Regions from separate parts of the Mus musculus genome. Here region 2 is linked to region 1. A link is a contact called in public promoter capture Hi-C data. All regions are on one chromosome and are shown on one strand. The core of a region is the stretch at or near the end of the contact, and the rest is flanking DNA. Distances in the headings are between cores, read along the strand shown. Region 1 overlaps Gpbp1 (GC-rich promoter binding protein 1). Region 2 overlaps Gm15286 (a long non-coding RNA gene).

Evidence for each region. Capture Hi-C pulls out chosen DNA fragments and counts their contacts.
Region 2: a promoter capture Hi-C map of liver shows a contact between it and region 1. The contact joins two enhancer-like sites. A contact is called at or near these places in 1 of 484 Hi-C or Micro-C datasets (nephron progenitors) and 2 of 9 other capture datasets (adipose tissue and liver).

What each region holds. Positions count from the first base shown.
Region 1 is chr13:111,454,736-111,459,994 of GRCm38.p6, reverse strand. The region is part of intron 3 of Gpbp1 (GC-rich promoter binding protein 1); the gene reads left to right. Among named protein-coding and RNA genes, the nearest start is that of Gpbp1, 33 kb to the left of the region's middle. Within about 2 kb of position 3,039, at least 9 of the 459 cell types and tissues checked have an H3K27ac peak or open chromatin away from gene starts, as enhancers often do. A contact at or near this core is called in liver, where this site is marked.
Region 2 is chr13:111,596,084-111,600,707 of GRCm38.p6, reverse strand. The region is part of intron 2 of Gm15286 (a long non-coding RNA gene); the gene reads right to left. Among named protein-coding and RNA genes, the nearest start is that of Gm15286, 18 kb to the right of the region's middle. Within about 2 kb of position 2,452, at least 10 of the 459 cell types and tissues checked have an H3K27ac peak or open chromatin away from gene starts, as enhancers often do. A contact at or near this core is called in liver, where this site is marked.

The sequences.
Region 1 (5,259 bases), core at 1,790-4,289:
TCAAGTCTGGTGATAAGCACTCTACCCACTGAGCTGTATTCCCAGTTCCTAATTCTAGGAATTAAAAAATTCTTTTTCATTAATGACTTATTTGTTCTTTAGTCTTTAAGAGTTGCATTGTGTCCTACAATATGGTCTGTTTTAGAAAACAGTTCTTGGAGTGCTGAAAGACAATTTTTCAATGTTGAGGTCTAATGTTCTATAGAGACTCATTTGCAAGTAGGGCTACGGGTTGGGAGAAGAGAGATAATTTCCCCTAAAGTATTAGAACCTCATAAGTTCCTGTAGATAACTCATTTTACTCATTTAAGACTGCCCCCCACCCCTTTTTTTGGCCAGGCTGTGGTTGAGCATGCCTTTAATCCTATTTCTTGTAAGGCAGTTCCAGGACAGCCTGGTCTACAGAGCAAGTTCCTGGACATCCAGGGCTAAGTCTGTCTCAAAGGAGAAAAAATTGTCCTTTTGGTGGGGTGGTTCTGGAGTTTGAGGCCATGATCCTGTACATGCTAAGAAAGTAATGTCATACCCAGTCCTGTTTTAATGTCATGAAAAATACTATACAGAGGTTTTAATGAAATATTTAAGCATACAATCACCTACAAGGTCATATCCTAAACATTTTGCCTCATTTGTATTACTTTTGGAAATAGAGCATACTTATATATTCAACATGTCCTTACTATTTACTTCTTCACAATCTACTTCCTACCTTGTTGGGAATACTAGGCTTATGTTTCTGTGACTTATCTGTTTATGTGTTGTATTTTTTCTGAGTTACTTACTATGGGTTGGAGTTTTCTTTAGTGTCTTTAAAAAAAAAGATTTATTTATTTATATATAAATACACTGTAGCTGTCTTCAGACACTCCAGAAGAGGGCATCAAATCTCATCATGGGTGATTGTGAGCCACCATGTGGTTGCTGGGATTTGAATTCAGGACCTTCGGAAGAGCAGTCAGTGCTCTTAACCACTGAGCCATCTCTCCAGCCCTTTTAGTGTGTTTTAAGTTAAATTATTTTTCATTCTTTACAAATCTCTCTAGATATAGTACCTTAGTGTATTTTAAGTAGTTTTTCTTTTAAAGATTTATTTATTTATTATATGTAAGTACACTGTAGATATCTTCAGACACTCCAGAAGAGGGAGTCAGATCTCATTATGGATGGTTGTGAGCCACCATGTGGTTGCTGGGATTAGAACTCAGGACCTTCGGAAGAGCAGTTGATGCTCTTAACCACTGAGCCACCCCTACAGCCCAAGTTTTTTTTTTTTTTTTTTAAGGTTTTAGTAGTAATAATGTATCTCATGTTAGTCTTCTATCTAGCATTCTTGCTTAATCCATACTTTGTGGGTATTGCTGGTGTTGGTATTGTTTTTTCTTCTTTATTGTGACTGGATATTGAATCCAGGGCCTATCAAATGCAAGTGCTCTACCACTAGTAACCCTATGCCCTAGTCCATCTTGAATTTTTTTTTTTTAAAGATTTTTTTAAAAATTTATTTATTACATGTAAGTATGTAAGTACACTGTAGCTATCCTCAGATACTCCAGAAGAGGGAGTCAGATCTCATTACGGATGGTTGTAAGCCACCATGTGGTTGCTGGGATTTGAACTTCGGGCTTTCGGAAGAGCAGTCGGGTGCTCTTACCCACTGAGCCATCTCACCAGCCCCATCTTGAATTTTTTATATAGGCAATCATTTTTGAATACTAACTTTTTGTGTCTTTTTACAGTTTTGTTTCTTATTTGTATTTTACTGCACTGGCAATTTTTCAGGAGACTTTGAAAAGTCTTGCATTGTATCTTTTTTTTGCAAGCAAATAAACATATATTCTACTGTTTTGGGATGTTAGGTAGGAGACAAGTATATGACTAGTGACTTAGCAAACAGTAAAACTGAAACAGGCACTGGTTTGTCTTGCTTCCTGAGGTCTTTGGAGGTTTACAACAGGAAGGAGGGGCCTAGGAAGGTACTTCCTTTGCATCTAGTCTATAGAATCATCTACATTTATGGTAAACCTGTTTTTGCCAGGTGGTGATAGTCAACACTTTGAATCCCAGTACTTTGTGGGTAGAGACAAGCAGTTCTCTGTGAGTTTGAGGCCAGCCTGGTCTACAAAGCCAGTTCAGGACAGCCAGGGATACATAGAGGAAACCCTGTGAGCTAAAGGGATCTGCAACCCTATAGGTGGAACAACATCATGAACTAACCAGTACCGCGGAGCTCTTGACTCTAGCTGCATATGTATCAAAAGATGGCCTACTCGGCCATCACTGAAAAGAGAGGCCCATTGGACACGCAAACTTTATATGCCCCAGTACAGGGGAACGCCAGGGCCAAAAAGGGGGAGTGGGTGGGTAGGGGAGTGGGGGTGGGTGGGTATGGGGGACTTTTGGTATAGCATTGGAAATGTAAATGAGCTAAATACCTAATAAAAAATGGAAAAAAAAAAAAGAAAACCAAAAAAAAAAAAAAAAAAACCAAAAACTCCAAACATAAAACCTTACTCTTTGTTTCAGAGGAGGTTGCTATTTGATGTTCATTCATGCAAGCATGACTGTAAGAGATGGTCCATGGGAAAAGTAATAGTGGTATTGGTATTAAAAAAAAATTGGATGGGGGATGCACAGGATGGGTACATAGTAGATTTCCTCTCCCAACTACCTACTTATCAGTCCTTACACACTCTTTGCTGAACCTGACTTTTCATGTGATGTTTTAGTTTTGTCAAATACTGATCAATGGCTGGAACCATTTAATTTGTCTGGTACAACATGTAATTATTATTCCTAGCAGCTCAGGAGGTGGCCAGAATTCACCAAGCTGTGGAAAAGTGCTGGATGATGGAGCTGTGTAGGTGATATACTTTCTTTTTCTGGACAGACAAGATAGGCAGCTTAAAGTAACCTAATATTAGGTGTTACTGTTGCACAATATAACCAAACCCAAAAGTTGGATCTAGACAAGCCTATGGAGGGAAGCTAGAGAGAGAAGGGTTAAGAGATTGATTCCAGACCGGGCAGTGGTGGCATATGCCTGTAATCCCAGCAGTTGGGAGTCAGAAGCAGGTCGATTGAGGCCAGCCTGGTTTCTACAGAGTGAGTTCCAGGACAGCCAGGACTGTTGGGAGAGGAAATCTACCATGTACCCACCCTGTACACAGAGAAACCCTGTCTTGGAAAAAAAAAAAAGAAAGAAAAGAAAAAAGATTAATTCCAACATGCAAATACTGTACTTAATGAACATTTGTCACTCCAGTTTTGAGGTTGTTTTGTTAATGATAGGTTAAGTGTCCAATAGGTTTTTCTTCTGTTTAGAATGGGCTCTGGTATAAAATGATTAAGACCTTGTATTTTGGTGTACACTCAGCAAAGAGTGTACAGACTCTTTGGACCCATGGTAGATTGACCCTCACAATAACTGTGACAAATAGCACATAGCTAAATGTAACTGGTGATGTTAAATGTCAAGTGGACAAGCAGTACCAGCTCCTCTTTTCATCCATGCCAGATTTTTAGTTAAGGTGCTTTTAAACAGTCACAAGTAGGTAATCTTGAGCTTGATAAAATGCTTTTTTCCTCCTTTCACAGAGATGATATCCTGCCCTGCTCCCCACCCCCACCCTTCAGCAGCTATTTGAGGGGCAAGGCTCAGCACTCCAGGGGCAGAGGGGCAGGGGTGGGGAAAGGGGCAAGGAGTTTCAGGCCAGCCTGGTTGAGTTCTGGGACATCCAGAGCTACATAATAGACTGTTTTAAAGCAAAGGACCTAACTAAAATGTTGAATATAACTGAGTTTGGTGTACAACTGTTATCTGAAGGATAAGACAAGGCATAGGGATTTCCAGGAGATTCAGGCCAGCGTGGACAATAGAGCATGACTCTGAAGCATGGCTCTTGTAAGGAGTGGAGTATTGCTGAATGCTGCCTTCCATGCATGGCATGGCTGTTCACTCTTGATTTCATAGCAATTGTGAAACACAAGATTTTGCCTGCTCTCCTGGTGTTAGGAATGGGAGGGACTAAACAAATTCTCTCTCACCCCTTCCCTAGAATGTATAGGTAGCCAGTGGTTGCTGATAGAGCAAACATTTTCTTCACTGATGTAGCACTGTTAAGATGCCCATGCTGCTGTAAAAAGCCACCACTCTTGCTCATAAGAAGCTAAGAAACCTTAATGAAATGCATTGGGTCACCAGAAAAATGACAGAAAAAGGTAGAAAGGGGGATTAGCAGGAGTAGGAGACGAGAGAGATGGGCATAAGTACGATCAAAATGTAAGTGCCAATAGCTCTGTGTATCCAATAGCATTGAATAGGTTTTTTTTTTGAGACAGGGTCTTTCTTTCTGTAGCCACTACTGTCTAGCACTCAGATCCCTCTGCCTTGCTCTAGTACTGGGATTACAGGCCTATACTGTGTTATTTATAGGTTTTTTTCCCTTTCTCTCTCTCTCTCTCTCTCTCTCTCTCTCTCTCTCTCTCTCTCTCTCTCTCAATGTCTGGCTTTATATGTCTGTGTGAGGGTGTCAGATTTTGGAATTACAGACAGCTTTTGAGCTGCCATGTGGGTACTGAGGATTGAACCTAGGTTCTCTGGTAAAGCACTCAATGTCCTTCCTTATTCCCCAAGCTATCTCTCTCTCCAACCTCTATTATAGGCATTGATATATAATGTCAGATAATTTTTGTTGGAAAGTCATGATAGAGGATTTTATTGATGATTGTTAAGTGTTCTGGTGGTTTTTATTTTCACTTTGCTTTAGTAGTATATTAAGGGTATATTAAGGAAATTGAGTAGTTCTGTATTTATTTAAAGATAGTACATAAGGATTGGGATGTAGCTCAGTTGGTAGATAGAGTACTTGCTTAGCATTCATGATGTTCTGGTTCAGTTCCCAGTACCAGATAGACAGGGCATTGGTGATATACCCCTGTAGTTTTAGTGGAGACCTTCAGGCTTCACTCAGGTGGTCTGGGATGGGGTATCATGGGACCTTCCATATATGTAAGCACAGAGTTATGATGTCCCTGTGACTCTTCAAAAGGTTTTGTTATCTTCTTTATCCTCATTAATCTGAGGAAAACAAAAGAGATGTTTGGGATTTCATTGTGTCAGTCTGTACAGCCAATTTAGGATAAACTTTTCCTAAATGACTAAGGTATCTATCTATGTGGGTAGTTGAGCAGAGATGAATTCAAGGGTAAGGGCAGCAAAGGAGTGGATACTGTGAAGGAAGAGATGCAAAGCCTCTTGCC
Region 2 (4,624 bases), core at 1,203-3,702, 140 kb before region 1:
TTTAAATTCTAATAAGTTCCTAAAACCCACAGGATACACTGGGTTCTGTCCTTGCTACCTGGGATTTTTGCAAGGACATAGAAGACAAACTAATTATATTTGATAACTTTTTCTCATAAAAAGAGAACAAAAACTTTGCCAAGGATTGCAACCTTGAAGTCAGCCAGGGTTACATAGTGAGTTCAAAGCCAACGTAGGCTATGTAACAAGACCCTGGCTGTCCTGCTGAGGACTTTGCGAGTGAAACTGCATTTGTCACAAGATGATTCCCAGCTACCAGGCTTTGATATTATTTTTTTACCTCCCAAGAGAAATACTTCAGCTAGACAATAACGATGAATATCAAAATAAAAAACTGGCCACTGGGAGGGCAAGAGGGCTCATCAGCTAAAACTGCTTGCTGCACAAGCCTAGAGACCAGAGTTCAAATCCCTGGTCCATGGTGAAAGGAGAGAACCAATTCCTGAAAGTTGTCTTCTAATCTCCACTTTTGGGCTCTCTCTCTCTCTCCACACCTGCATGTGCAAAATGTAAATATAAATAAATACTGACAATTTATAGCCACAAGCAAGGGGAAGGCTCAGGTTGGATAAAGCAGTCTAGAAGCTGAACACATCATCCTGCTCCTGAAATCCCAATGCTACTGAGGCAGAGGCAGAGAGGCAGAGAGGCAGAGAGGCAGAGAGGCAGAGAGGCAGAGAGGCAGAGAGGCAGAGAGGCAGAGGCAGGAAGGATCTAACATTTGAGGCAACCCTCGCCTACACGGCAGAAATATCATCTCACACAAAAAGAAGCAGAAAGACCCTTTGGCGAACTTGAATCAGCTATTCTCCTTTCACTGGGGAAAGGAATAACTGCTACCCAGAGGCCAGTAGACAACCCCTCAAGCCAGCACACACTGATTAATCTGAGATTATTGACTACTGTGGTTAAATTGCCGAAGAATCAAATCCAGATTATTGTGTCATTTTCCAAATCACGCTTCCTGGACTTTAAACCTGCCCTGGTTTAAAAATGAGACTGTGTTTTTGAGAGGCCCAAGGTGGACAGCCTTCCTGCCCCTAGAAGTGCTATTTCAGGGGAGCTGGGGTGATCACTCCTAGTTGTCCCTTAGTCCTTGTCCTCAACATTCAAATCAAAATGTTAGATTTTGGAGATCTTTTTGAGTTAGCTTCAAAAAAAGGGACTGCAAACTAAGGAGGAGTAGGGGTAATGTGAGGTACTCTTGCTCCCTAAGTCAGCTGGCAGAAACCACTGGTAGGGCAACTGTAGGACCTGGTGAATTTAAGATTTTGAAGACCTACAGGGACAAAAAAAAATGGAGAAAAGATGAGGGAAAGGAGGTTCAGTGACCGGCCCAAATTGGGATCCATCTCGAGGGGAGGCTCCAAGGCCTGACACTATTACTGATGCTATCTAGACAGGAGCCTCGCATGGCTGCCCTCCGAGAGGCCCAACAAGCAGCTGAAAGAGTCAAATGCAGATACTTACATCCATACAATGGACAGAAACAGGGGACCCCTGTGGTTGAATTGGGGAAAAGCTGGAAGAATCTAAGTAGGAGGGTGCCCGCATGGGAAGACCAGCAGTCTCAACTAACCTGGACCCCTGAGATCTCTCAGACACTGAGCCACCAACAAGGCAGCATACACCAGCTGATATAAGGCTGCAGACACACATACAGCAGAGGCTGCTGGGTCTGAGTGGCTTCAGTGAGAGAAGAAATAATCAATCCTCAAGAGACTTGGGGCCGAGGGAGTAGGGAGGTCTGGGGGAAGAAATGGAATAAGGAACAGTCAGAGGGTAGATCAGGAGGAGGGATAACAATTGGACTATAAACAAAGATTAAATAATAATAAAAAATATTTTATAGATCCCAGTAGGAGGGTCCCTCCCTCCTTGCCTTCCCTCCCTCCTTCCCCTTCTCTTTTCTCCATCCTTTCCTCCCTCTTTCTCCTCCTTCCTTCCCTCTCTCAGTCCCTCCTTCCTTTCTTCCTTCCCTCCCCTCCCTTCTTTCCCTCCCTCCCCCTTCCTCCTTTCCTCCCTCCCTCCTCCTTCTCTCTTCCTCACTCTGAAGCCCCAGTTGGCACAGCCCTCTTGCCTCTGCCCTGCCTTCCAATGTGTGATTCAGTTATGCACCACCATGGCCAGCTTTTGCTATACTTGTTTTGATGTTGTTATTGTTTAATTGTTGGTATTTGGGTCTCACTCAGTGGCTCAGGCTGGCCTTGAACCCAGGGCAATCCGCCCTGGTTCTTTCTCTGTGATATTTGTCAGTGGCCCAAGTGCTTTGAGCCTGCATAGGTTAAGTCTCCAGCATCCTTGGTCTGGGTTGGCTTGATAGGCAGTGACCTTTACTCCAGATCAACTTTGTCCTCCCCGCGGCACACCTGGGACCTTTGTTCCGTCCAGACTCCACCTCTGATACTGAATTCCAGAAAGTTGCTCCCTGACAACAGCCTTCCACAACTCCCAAACATGAGTCCTCCACTTGGCCTTTGAGCCACCAGAGTTCACCACCCACTGGGCAACTGCCCGAGGTCTCCTCTAACTACCCCGTTTCTGTCTCTATTGTGAACCCGTCTCAGTGCCACCACAGGTTTGCCTGTGCTTTTGCTCTGGCAGGCTCTTATGTAGCCTGCGATGGCCTATAGCTCCTGATCCTACTGCTGTAACCCGGACTGTCTTGCCACTGACTTGAGTCTTGGCCCCTCTGGCTCCCATCTCACCCCAGCTCCATCCCTCCATTTATTTTCTGTCCCTGCTCTCCCACTGCTTGAAGATTACTGAGAAATCATGTAACTGTAGATTGGTTGGGATGGCGTTTACCTACCGTGTACAAAGCCCCAGTTTTAACCCCGAGTATCATATAGACTGTGAGTTGTGATATCTGCTTATAAGCCCAGCTCCTGAGAGGTGGGTACAGAAAGATGAGAAATTCAAAGTCATTCTTGGCTATAAAGTGAGTTATAGGCTAGCCTGGACTACATGAGATACTGTCCCAAAAATAAAAGTGGGTGCTGGGGAGATGGTTCAGTTGGAACATGTTTGTTGCTCAAACATGAGGAGCTGAGTTCAGATTCCTAGCATCCATATTAGAAAGGAAGCCTAGTGGGTTGTGCCTATAATGCCAGGACTGGAGAAGCAGAAACAAGGGGATTCCTAGGATTTGCTGACCAGTCAGTCGGGCTGAAGAGGGACGTTCTCGTTCAGTGGAAGAAAGAACCTGACTCACAAAAAGATGGTAGAGAATGAAAGGAAGATACTCAGCATCAGCTCTGCTCTACACACACACACACACCATACATGTGTATAAGTACCTGCACACAAACGCACACACATAAACATACATGATTGTACTCACACATACACACACACAACATACATGTGTACAAGTACCTGCACACAAACGCACACACATAAACATATATGATTGTACTCACACATACACACACACAACATACATGTGTACAAGTACCTGCACACAAACGCACACATATAAACATACATGATTGTACTCACACATACACACACAACATACATGTGTACAAGTACCTGCACACAAACACACACACATAAACATACATGATTGTACTCACACATACACACACACAACATACATGTGTACAAGTACCTGCACACAAACGCACACACATAAACATACATGATTGTACTCACACATACACACACACAACATACATGTGTACAAGTACCTGCACACAAATGCACACAAATAAACATACATGATTGTACTCACACATACACACACACAACATACATGTGTACAAGTACCTGCACACAAACACACACACATAAACATACATGATTGTACTCACACACACACACAACATACATGTGTACAAGTACCTGCACACAAATGCACACATATAAACATACATGATTGTACTCACACATACACACACACAACATACATGTGTACAAGTACCTGCACACAAACGCACACACATAAACATACATGATTGTACTCACACGTATACACACACACGCACAACATACATGTGTACAAGTACCTGCACACAAACGCACACACATAAACATACATGATTGTACTCATACACATACACACCAACATACACGTGCATAAGTACCTGCATACAAACATGCACACATAAACATACATGATTGTACTCATGCACAAACACACACACACACTGTCTCTGCCTTCCATTTTTATTCCTCAAAGTTCCATAGTCTTTTGGTAAATGTCTTGCTGGATTGTTCCTTCTTCCTCGTGGAAGCTTCCATTGCCAACGCCCTACTCTGGTGACCCCTCCCAACTCGGGAAAGGATGCTGGTGGCACCACAGGTGTAGACAGGCAGGACTATGGAATGCTGGCTTCATATGCACCATTCCCTGCAGTGCAGACAGGAAACTGCAGAAAGAAACCACCAAAGAACAGTGGCCAACCATGGCCAAGCATTGTGGCACACTTGGGAAGCACAGGCAGGTGTTTCTCTGAGTTTGAGGCCAGCCTGGTCAACAAAGTGAGTTCCAGGACAGCCAGGGCTACACAGAGAAACCCTGTCTCAAAAACCCAAAAACTATTAAAAAAAAAAAAAAAAAGACTATCTCAGAAATTAGTTATTAGTTAAATAAATAAGC